3 separate regions of the Sus scrofa genome follow, and all the other regions are linked to region 1. Evidence: chromatin contacts called from public Hi-C data. All regions are on one chromosome and are shown on one strand. Each heading gives the region's core, a stretch centred on a gene start, on an enhancer-like site or on the middle of the called end of the contact. The rest is flanking DNA. Distances are from core to core; before and after follow the strand shown.

Region 1 (3,348 bases), core at 334-2,833:
AGAGCCGCCACTGCCTCATCCCTCCTTCCACCCCGGGGCCACTTACGGGCAATGGAGTCAAGGTTGTACTCAGAGCCAGGCTCATAGTCACAGTAAATGTTCAGAAAAGGGCTGCCCTTGTCCCCGGAATCCTGGGGGAGGAAAGTGGCCTCAGGGGAGAGCAGGGGCAGCAAGAGGGATCTGGGTCAGACTCAGTAAGGAGGAAAAAACAGGGAGAGGGAGGGGGCTCTGGGTACCTTGATGAACGTGATCCCCACAACCAGGCCTCGCTTTGGGGGCGATTTGTTGAAGGTGTCGATGGAGACAATCTCTGCATCCACTGAGAGAGGACAGTTCAAAGCTGGTGTTTCAGTCAGACTCCTAACCCCAATCTTCTCAATGATGGTGACCTCTGACCTCTAGGACTCAGTAATCTTCTCACTACCGCAAATTATCATGACCTCTGGGTCCCAGTGAGTCCTGATCATCCTCACCATGGCAGGGAGGGATCCTGGTTTCCGCGTCTGGGGAATCCTCAACCCAAACCACTTCAGGCCCCTATTATCCCTGTCCTCTGACCCCAATGCCTGCAGATTATCAGCCCTGACCCCCTTCAGTCACATCAACCTGATCTCATTTTCCCGTCATGGTGATCCAGCTCAGACAGAGCCTCAGAAACCTTCACAACACAACATTCCAGGCCCCCAGCCCCATGGCGCCACGCACCGGGAATGTAATTGAACTGCAGCTCCTTGGCCACGGGCCGGATTTTCTGTCGGAGGTCTTGGTAGCGGAAGCCCAGCACCTTGCCTTTAAGGGTGGCGGCCAGCAGCTCCCCGCGCCCGCCCGCGCCGCCCGCCAGCCCGTATACATTGCTCTGCGACGAGAAGCGCGTGAAGCTGTCCTCGCGCAGCGGACAAGGCCCCGCGGCCACAGCCACCTCCCCCATCACGCCCCTCAGCCGCGCATTCCGGTACCCTTCGCTGCGGTCCGCTCTACCCCATGGAGCGCCAGGCGCCCGCCGGTCGCGCAGACTGATGACGTAGAGAAGCCGTCGTCTCTGCCCTTTGCCAAAATGGCCGCCAGCCGGGCCGCCTGGGCTTCCCAACAGATTTTGTGCCAACGTGCCTGCGCCCTCCTCCCTGTGCCTTTTTCAGGGCCAGGCGACTGATGATGGCCTGCAGATGCGGGCTGAGGTGGTGACCCTTGCTGTGGTCTTGCGGAAGGCAGAATAAGAAGAACTGGGAGTTCCCAGTGGTGTCTCAGTGGTACGAACCTGACTAGGAGCCATGAGGATGAGGATCCTGGCCTTGCTCAGTGGGTTAAGGATCCAGCGTTGCTGTGAGCTGTGTAGCAGACGCGGCTCGGATCCCACGGTGCGGTGGCTGTAGGCCAGCAGCCATAGCTTCTATTCGACCCCTAGCCTGGAAACATCCATATGCTGCAGGTGCGGCCCTAAAAAGAACCATAAAACTCAATATAGCCCTTAGGTGCCATTAGCAGTTTTACACGTTTTCCATCGACGGGTTTACTTAAAACTCACAAGCAGGCTGAGGTAGGTACTCCATGTTTTATAGATAAAGAAATCGAGGCATAGGAGTTCCCGTCGTGGCTCAGTGGTTAACGAATCTGACTAGGAACCATGAGGTTGCAGGTTCGATCCCTGGCCTCGCTCAGCAGGTTAAGGATCCGGCACTGCCGTGAGCTGCGGTGTAAGTCGCAGACGCGGTTTGGACTCCGCGTTGCTGTGGCTCTGGCGTAGGCCGGTGGCTACAGCTCCGATTCGACCCCTAGCCTGGGAACCTCCATATGCTGTGGGAGCAGCCCTGGAAAAGGCAGAAAGACAAAAAAAAAAAAAAAAAATCGAGGCATAGACAGGTAAAGTAATTCATTTAAGATCACAGTCAGTATGAAGCTGTCAGTATTAGAACACAGCAAGAGAGCTCCATGGCTTATTTTAATCACATCACCTTTAAAAAGGTGAAATGCATTCTTCTTACCCCAAGGGAAAAAGATCTAGCTGTCCTGGCACATCACCACCACCTTCTTCACCGAAAGCCTACTTTATGCAGTCACGTTGCCTCATTATCTCATTGAATGCTCACAAGTACCCTGATCTGTTACCCCACATTTATTCAGCATTTACTGAGCAGTCACTCTGTACCAAGACATCCTTTGCAAATTCATCTCAATAAACTTGCAACAACACTGGAAAGAGGTTGACTATTCCAACTTATAGAGAATGAAGTAGAGGCTGGGGGAGATTACGTCCCTTGACTGATATGATAGGAAGTGGTGGATGGAAACAGGATGGAAACCAAGGTCTTTCTGACTCTGAGTCTTCTGGGATACCTGTATATGCCTTTTTTGTCCCTAAAAGGGCACCAGGAGTTTGCGGACTCTCTAATATTATTGCCAGAAGACGAACTGGCCAGCTGTCGCCGGCCACCTTGAGTAATCTGTCACCCCCTTCCACACAGAAAGAGAACACAGACTGCAAGAGCCTCACAGACGGTGACTAGACCTCCCTTGGTCACGGTCAGATCCCCCAGCACCTGGACCACAAGGCCTGACATGGAACATTTAGTAAATACGTTTAAGAACCCAAAACTATGTACCAGGCCCTTTGCCAAGCAACAGGGACATTGCTGCATTAGAGATATGCGTGTTCTCAGAGGCAGACTGGATCTGGAGAGCGGTATAAAGGAGTTTGTGTCAACTTCAGACCTGGCTATGCTGTTTAACGCTGGGGTCCCAGGGTTTGGACCAGGACACGGCACACAGTAGGTGCTTGGTAAATACTTGCTCGGTAAATAGGTGTGGGGTCTGGTTCTGCCACTTCTGAAGAATGTTTTCTTCAGGCTGCTTCTACCTCCCTGGGTAACTGCTAAACCACATTCCCTTAACGTTGTTGAATGAGTGAATACACAAATCAAGCTATGGGTTGGAAAGGAAAGAACTGCCCCGTTCGGGGGGCTTCCAACTCTAGCTGTACATCTGGATCACCCATGGAACGTTTAGGGGGGTTAAAAACCTCTTTAAAACCAAAAGGGTAGGGAACCTCAACGAAACCACAATCTATCACCGTGCCACCCAAGCTTGAACATTTTGTTTTTTATTATTTTTTCTAGCTTTTAAGGGCCACACCTATGTCACATGGGAAGTTCCAGGCTAGGGGTCGAACTGGAGCTGTAGCCGCCAGCCTACACCACAACCACAGCAACTTCAGATCGGCGCTGCATCTGCGACCTACACCACAGCTCACGGCAATGCCCGGATCCTTAACCCACTGCGCGAGGACCAGGGATCAAACTCTTGTCCTCATGGATGATAGTTGGGTTCCTACCGATGAGCCACGACGGGAACTCC
Region 2 (3,348 bases), core at 344-2,843, 730 kb after region 1:
AGGTCAGAGGATGAAAAACTCTGGACTCCCCAAAAGCTTGGAGAAAGAACCAGTGATTCGAGCTTGGACCAATACTGCCACAGAGGCTCTGGAACCTGTAGTTCGGGGGTGGCCTTGTCTAAGGGTCTCAGGCCCAACCTCACCTTGACCAGCAGCCTCAGGTAGATGTCCTGGCTCTTGGGCTCCTTGCGTCGAACCTTTCGGTCCTTGTTGTGGCGGATGTCAACTCCCTGCAGGGGTGAAGGGAAGACCATGAACCCAGCCCTGACTCGATCCTCACCTCACAAACATTCTCAATGAGCCCTTACCTCTGAGCAAGAGCTAATGCAGTCTCTGGAGACAACGAACTCCAATCTGACACTCGGAGAGCTCTGGGAAAAACCACTTAACCCCCTACCCAATGACCCCTTTGTAGAAAAAAACTAATTCAACATAAGCCTTCAGCACATGACACACAGCACACACCCTGAAAGACCTCAACAAAGGAGCCACACTGACTCAAATTTTTAGTTCCAAAGAACTAAACTGTGTTTTCAGGGATGTATTATTTAAGCACCCCAAACTCACTCCGAAAAAGCAGAACCAAAATCACTTAAACCAAAGGCAGACTTAAAAAGGTATTACGGTATCAATGAACTTTTTTTTTCAGTAATCCGTACAAAACTACTTCTAGGACTTTTCTTATACTATCTCCTTGAATCCAACAATCTTTTATGAAGTTAGTTTCCCACTTTAGCGCTAAAAAAAAACTGAAAGCAGCCTACGATTTCCACTACAGCCCCTGCCTACTTGCCTAAAGAGGTTTTTTTTTGTTTACTATGCTATTAACTGGAAAGAGGTATTTGACCACTGATACCTCCAGCACTTAATATACGCAAAAGCCTACAACAAGCACACTTCCCGGGACTTATTTCTTCCCAAACTCACATCTGTGAGACATAATTACTGGGCCCCCAATGATAAAGTCAAGATGCTTTCCCCGCACAGAAATGATACGTTGGGCAGTGAATTGAGATTCGAATCGAAGCCTGCCTGGTCCCCACACCCAGGCACCAGACGCTCAGCAACTCCCCCAGAACCCAGCTTTCCAGGCCGGGGAGTGACAGGTCCAAGGGCAGCACAGGCAAGAGTGGCTGTGGGATCAGCGCCTGGGTCCGAATTCTGACTCCGCTCTTTATTGTCATTACGTTACCGGTCATATTTAACTCCCTTACCCCTCAAGTTGGTCATGTACTCAATGGGAACCATAAAAGAATACGGGAGGACGAGAAATTGACGACTCCCATTTCTGCTCTTCAAGCCCCCAAAATAGCTCCCCAGCCCGGGAGTCGCTTCCTTTGGACACCCTGGGACCCCTGCCTCCCTCTGGAACATCCTCGGTCCCAGACCGCAGCGGATGGCAACGGATGATCAATGCCCAAACTCCGCAAAGCGCGCTCACCATGATGGCGCCTCCTCCTTAGCCAGGTCCGGAAAGAGAGACAGGGAGCTAGGGTGGGCGGGGAAAGCCGTCAGTGAAGGGCTCGTACGTGACGTCACATGGACGCGACGCGGCACTCTACCGCGACGCCCGCCCTCTCTATGGTGATCGGAGGACCGGCTAGATAGACGCCTCCGGAATTGGGTGTCGGTTCCCTGGTCCCTAGGAGGGAAGGGTCTGTACGTCGGGGCCTCTCTGGCCATATCCAGTCTCTGTTCTCGATAGTCTTCCGGAAGAAAGGGCGCTGGGAACGAGGGAGATGTCGCGCAGAAGTAGGAAGACGCGTCGTGCGTTGACGCTCTGGCCCGACGCCGACGGCCTCTCGGTGGCTCCCGGAGGACCCAGCGGCCCGAGTCTTGGAGGTGAGGAGGCGGGGCTGGCGGGACCAGTCCGGACGTAGGGAACCGTCTGACCCCAATCTTTGAGCGTTTCCTTATCGGGTTCACCTCTGCCTTGTCTCGTGCCGCGCTTGCCAGGCGCGGCCGCAGCTTGAGAAGTCTTGCTTGAGGTCTAACCCGAGATCTTCTTGCTGCAGTCCTGTCTGTGGCATCCGGTGTTTCCACCTTTTAGGTTCAGCTTCACCCTCTTCTCCCAGATGGCCCTTCCTTAACCCCTCCTCAGCCTCTGCCACCCGGAGGCTGCTTCTCCCAGCCAGAGAGTTTCAAGTGGCCCAGCGGGTTCGGTATGAGGGATGTGCACGGTACTGGAGCGCAGAGGAGGCAAGCTGAGGCTGCGGGCTGGGGCGACGCGGTGGAGAGAAAAAAATTCCTGAAAAAGAAAAGTGGAGAGAATTAGAGAGAGGGAGACCGAGATTCAGAGGAGGGAAGGAATGGAGACCCAGAGGGGAGTGGACAGAGACGGAGGGTGGGGGAAATAATGACGGGAGGTGGGAGGATGTTAGAAAGAGAGGGAAGATGGAGGTCTAGGGAGAAGCAGAGACAAATTCAGTTCCTTACTAAGCATAAGACCTTGGGCAAAACCTTTTTTTGTGTATTACTTTCCTTATTTGCAAGAAGGGGATGATAATAGGCCTGGCACATGGAGTGTTTTCTAGCATTATATAAGTTAGTTTAAATGCTTGGGACAATGCTTTGTACTTCTAAGCGCTGAGTTAACAATTAGCCTCTAATCCTGTTGGCTCTCACTGGGGAGGTGGAGAGGACCAGATGGACTGGTTGGGGCAATGAGGAAGCTGACTTGTCCATTCTTGTCTTCCTCTTCTGGGAAGCCCTGCCCCTTGGGCCCCCAGCACTTGGGGCTTGGCCTCCTCTTCTCTGCCCTTAATACTCCTACTTATTCATCTCTCCTCCCCAGAGCCACAGGCCAAGCCTGGACCATGATGCCTGACTCCTTGCCCATACCACCCTCCCATGGCCTCCCAGCCGGGGCCACGTTGATGTTGTAACACAGCAGGGGGCCTGCAGACGAATGGATTCCTTAAAGCAGAAGAGGAGCACGATCAGGTAAGGGTCTATCTGCAAGTCAAGATAACCATACCTTGGGACAGTTTTCTTCTCCCCATCCTTGTCCCTGTTCCCTGGTCTCTGAGTCCCAGCCTCTTCGATCAATGCATCTGTCTTTGTTTCCCCTGGAGCCCTAAGCTCACACACTGTTTCCCTGTCTCTCCATCTTACTGGGTTTCTCTTCCCCATCTCTCTCTGGGTCACTCTTTGGTACATATTGTCTGGTGCTGGTGCTGCTCTGGATTGAACACTAGGTACATTGTTTGGCAATAAATGAACTTCTTCCTCTGTTTATCTCTTTCTAGCAAGCTCAGTCGCTGTCTCCTTCAGCCTGTGTCTTTCTTCCTTCAATTGTCTCCTAGGTCACCTGATGCTATTCTTGCCTTGGTTTCTTTCAGTCTCACC
Region 3 (3,348 bases), core at 331-2,830, 600 kb after region 1:
CGCCACGTCCGCGCCTCACCCCTGCGCCCGGGGCCGTGGCCCTCACATCACTGTGCAGCTCCCCGGCCCCAGCCACGCCTCCGGGGAAGCCCGTTTTTAACCTTTCATCCATCGGGACTCAAAACTGTGAGACGCGTTCGCCAAACTGTGACCCCAGACCTTGGCCCCGCCACACAGAAACCCCTGACCCCAGACTGTGACTTCCGACCCCTAAAAATGGTCATCCGACCCCAGACTGTGACCCCTGACCCCAAACTGTGACTCCACCCCCAGACTGTGCCCCGACCAGACTGTGCCCCTCGACGTCTAACCGTGACACCCTCCCCACCCCACCCTTTTCCAACCAACCTCGGTAGCTTTTCCCTCTTTTGCCCTAGGACACACCCCCAACGGAAGCCCCGCCTCCCCTGCCCCAGCGTTGATCCCAACCTCCATCAGGCCAAAACCTCCCACCCTTTCGCACCTCACTACCAGGCCCAGGTGCCACCAACCATATACTCTCCAAGTCCAACCTTTATTTGTGCCCCTTCAGTAATCACCCAGCAGCCCCCCAAAAGCCTCCTCTTCCCAGATCTCCAGCCGGGTCTGGAAATGGGTTGTGGAAGGGAGGGATCTGGGAGTTCACACTCACTACCAACCTCCCTGGCCACTCTCCTGTCCCACATTGCAGTGTTTGGAATAAACCATGTTTTTATGCCTCCTCAAGCCAAGTGTGAGATCCATGCCTGTCTCAGTCCCCTCAAACTTCTCCGGAGGAAACAGAAACTGAGAAAAGTCCCTCAGAGGAAGAGGGTGCAGAAAGAGAATTTGAGCAAGAACAGAGACCCCAGAGGGAGGCGGGAGGTGAAGACCCAGAAAGAAGCCATGAGAAGAGACGAGCTAAGAAGGGGTGGAGGCGTTAAGAGAAGGGGGACAGAGAACTCAAGAAAGATCTGGGATTCAAAACATCCTAGAGGGTACCATTCCTATGGCAACAGGCAATGAGGTTTGCTAGGTTCTTAATATCCTGTTCAGGCAAGTGAGGAGAGTGCCTATTATATCCCAGCCAATCCACAAATCTTCAATGTTGTGAAGCTCACCAATGAGAACCTAGTTCTAACATTTCATTATGCCAATTAGCCAAACCTCTGGTGCTAATGGGCAATAAAAAGAGCCGAAACACTTGTAATAGCTGCCTCCAGAGGGTGGGCTTTCTGATTAAGTGCTTGCTGACCACAGCTGCAACGTGAACGCCTGATGAGGCAACTCATCCTCACTCTACTTAAGCATTTGGAAATGAATTAAAGCCTTCATAACAAGAAGCGGGGGAAGAATAAGGAGGGGAGAAGAAACCGGCTTTATTGGTCCTAAGGGAGCAGAAACCTAGTCTCCTAGCTAGGATTATTTGCATACACGAATAATTAATTAAGTGGAAAGAATGCCTTGGGAGTCAAAAGTGGAAGATGGTGTCTGGGCTTGGACCTCCTCTAGCTGATGAGGAAAAAACAGGCCTCCCGTAGAACTACAACTCCCAGGAGGCCTTGCCGCGGCTCTGCGGAGGAACTCCGCAAAGTCACCGGGAGGGGGTAATTCTCCAGATCCGCAGGCCTCGCTAGCTGGACCAGGACACGATTATGTCAGTTCTCCTTCACCCGGTCCCATCGCCCTCTCTAATCAGCGAACCCGGGGGTTTCCAAGGTAACCACGCAGCAGGGCGGATCTCATAAGAAGGCAACGCAACCCGGAAGTGACGCTCTTACCTCGCGCCGGCTGCGAACGGGTTGGAAGATGGCAGCGCGCAAGGGGCGGCGGCGCACGTGTGAAACTGGGGAGCCCATGGAGGCTGAGTCCCACGATGCAGGGTCCGAGGGCCCTCCCCAGGTCTACCTACCGGGCCGGGGACCGCCACTGCGTGAGGGAGAGGAGCTGGTCATGGACGAGGAGGCCTACGTGCTGTACCACCGAGCACAGACTGGTAGGGCTGGGGCATTCGGACTTCCCGGGGCCAGAGCAAGGAGGGACTGGAAATCTGGGTCCTGAGGGGAGCTGGTCCTGAGCCTTTAATTTAAGAGGCGCTCTGAAAGGGGAAACTGGGGTTCCCGAGGGGAGCCGGTCCTGAGCCTTTAACTTAAGAGGCGCTCTGAAAGAGGAAACTGGGGTCTAAGAGAATTGACACCACACTCAAGAGATACCTCTGGCTATTAGGGCCTGAGATACTTATGTCCCATCCTAATTTTCCAACCGCTCCTTCCATCCCCAGGCGCCCCCTGCCTCAGCTTCGACATAGTCCGGGATCACCTGGGAGACAACCGGACTGAGCTTCCTCTTACACTTTACCTGTGTGCTGGAACCCAGGCAGAGAGCGCCCAAAGCAACAGGTGAGAACTGGGCCTTTACTTCGACCAGGAGTCTGAGCCTTCAGCCCCCCGCCCCCGCGGCTCCCCCCCCCGCGGCCCCCCCCGCGGCCCCCGCACCTAGAAATAGGGGGGTTTCCAGCCTCCCCACTCCCTTCTTCCCAAGGATCCTGGTATCCAGGGCCTCATTTCATCCCACACTTCCGCCAGATTGATGATGCTTCGAATGCACAATTTGCATGGGACAAAGCCCCCGCCATCAGAGGGCAGTGATGAAGAGGAGGAGGAGGATGAAGAGGATGAAGAAGAGCGAAAGCCTCAGCTAGAGTTGGCTATGGTGCCGCACTATGGTGGCATCAACAGAGTTCGGGTAAATACAGCCCCCGAAGCCTGCCCTCCATTCTCTGGAGCACAGAGCGTCCCCGCCCCCCATCCACGCCCTTCAGCTTTTAGAAAACACTTGACACAATTTCGTATATGAGTTTATCACATCTTAACTGTCATGGTAGTTGTCATCGTGCTAGATGCTGTGGGGATATCTTTAGTGTTCTTTCCTTTTCTGTAAAATGGTGAGAGTTAGAAAACTTACCTGGTGTGACTGATATGAGGGTAAAATGGGATCACTTTGTGTTACTTCAAGCATTGAAACTCCCAAGTTCCTGCTGTGACTCATCGGTAACCCAACTAGCATCCCTGAGGCTGTGGGTTCGACCCCCGGCCTCACTCAGTGGGTTAAGGATCCGGGTTGCCATGAGTTGTGATGTAGGTCGCAGACACGGCTTGGATCCCCAGTTGCAGTGGGTGTGGTGTAGGCCGGCAGCTGCAGCTCTGATTCCACCCATAGCCTGGGAACTTCCATATGCAGCAAGCCTGGTCCTAAAAAAAAAGCAAAAAACAAACAAAAGAACTGAAATAGAGTTACTTTAGGTATCTAAAAACAGTGCTATCATATGAGATGTTTGTTTTCTGTTATTGCTTAGGGACTGTTCTGGCCTATGCGGTTACTTTTGTGCTT

Evidence for each region. A called contact is a pair of places that touch in the nucleus more often than the background predicts.
Region 2: a contact with region 1 is called in a Hi-C map of liver, with 2.0 times the contacts expected there. The contact joins the promoter of RPL18 here to the promoter of KPTN in region 1. A contact is called at or near these places in 1 of 5 promoter capture datasets (liver) and 1 of 47 Hi-C or Micro-C datasets (liver).
Region 3: a Hi-C map of liver shows a contact between it and region 1, with 8 times the contacts expected there. The contact joins the promoter of GRWD1 here to the promoter of KPTN in region 1. A contact is called at or near these places in 1 of 5 promoter capture datasets (liver) and 1 of 47 Hi-C or Micro-C datasets (liver).

What each region holds. Positions count from the first base shown.
Region 1 is chr6:53,244,875-53,248,222 of Sscrofa11.1, forward strand. It overlaps KPTN (kaptin), which reads right to left and starts at 1,584. Exons shown (of 12, transcript XM_003127264.5): 1 at 706-1,584; 2 at 237-319; 3 at 47-131. The coding sequence starts at 928.
Region 2 is chr6:53,977,088-53,980,435 of Sscrofa11.1, forward strand. It overlaps RPL18 (60S ribosomal protein L18), which reads right to left and starts at 1,594. Exons shown (of 7, transcript XM_021094700.1): 1 at 1,442-1,594; 2 at 144-230. The coding sequence starts at 1,444.
Region 3 is chr6:53,848,093-53,851,440 of Sscrofa11.1, forward strand. It overlaps GRWD1 (glutamate-rich WD repeat-containing protein 1), which reads left to right and starts at 1,581. Exons shown (of 7, transcript XM_003127271.4): 1 at 1,581-1,954; 2 at 2,240-2,357; 3 at 2,544-2,703. The coding sequence starts at 1,768. GRIN2D (glutamate receptor ionotropic, NMDA 2D) reads left to right here. Exons shown (of 13, transcript XM_021094673.1): 13 at 1-1,443.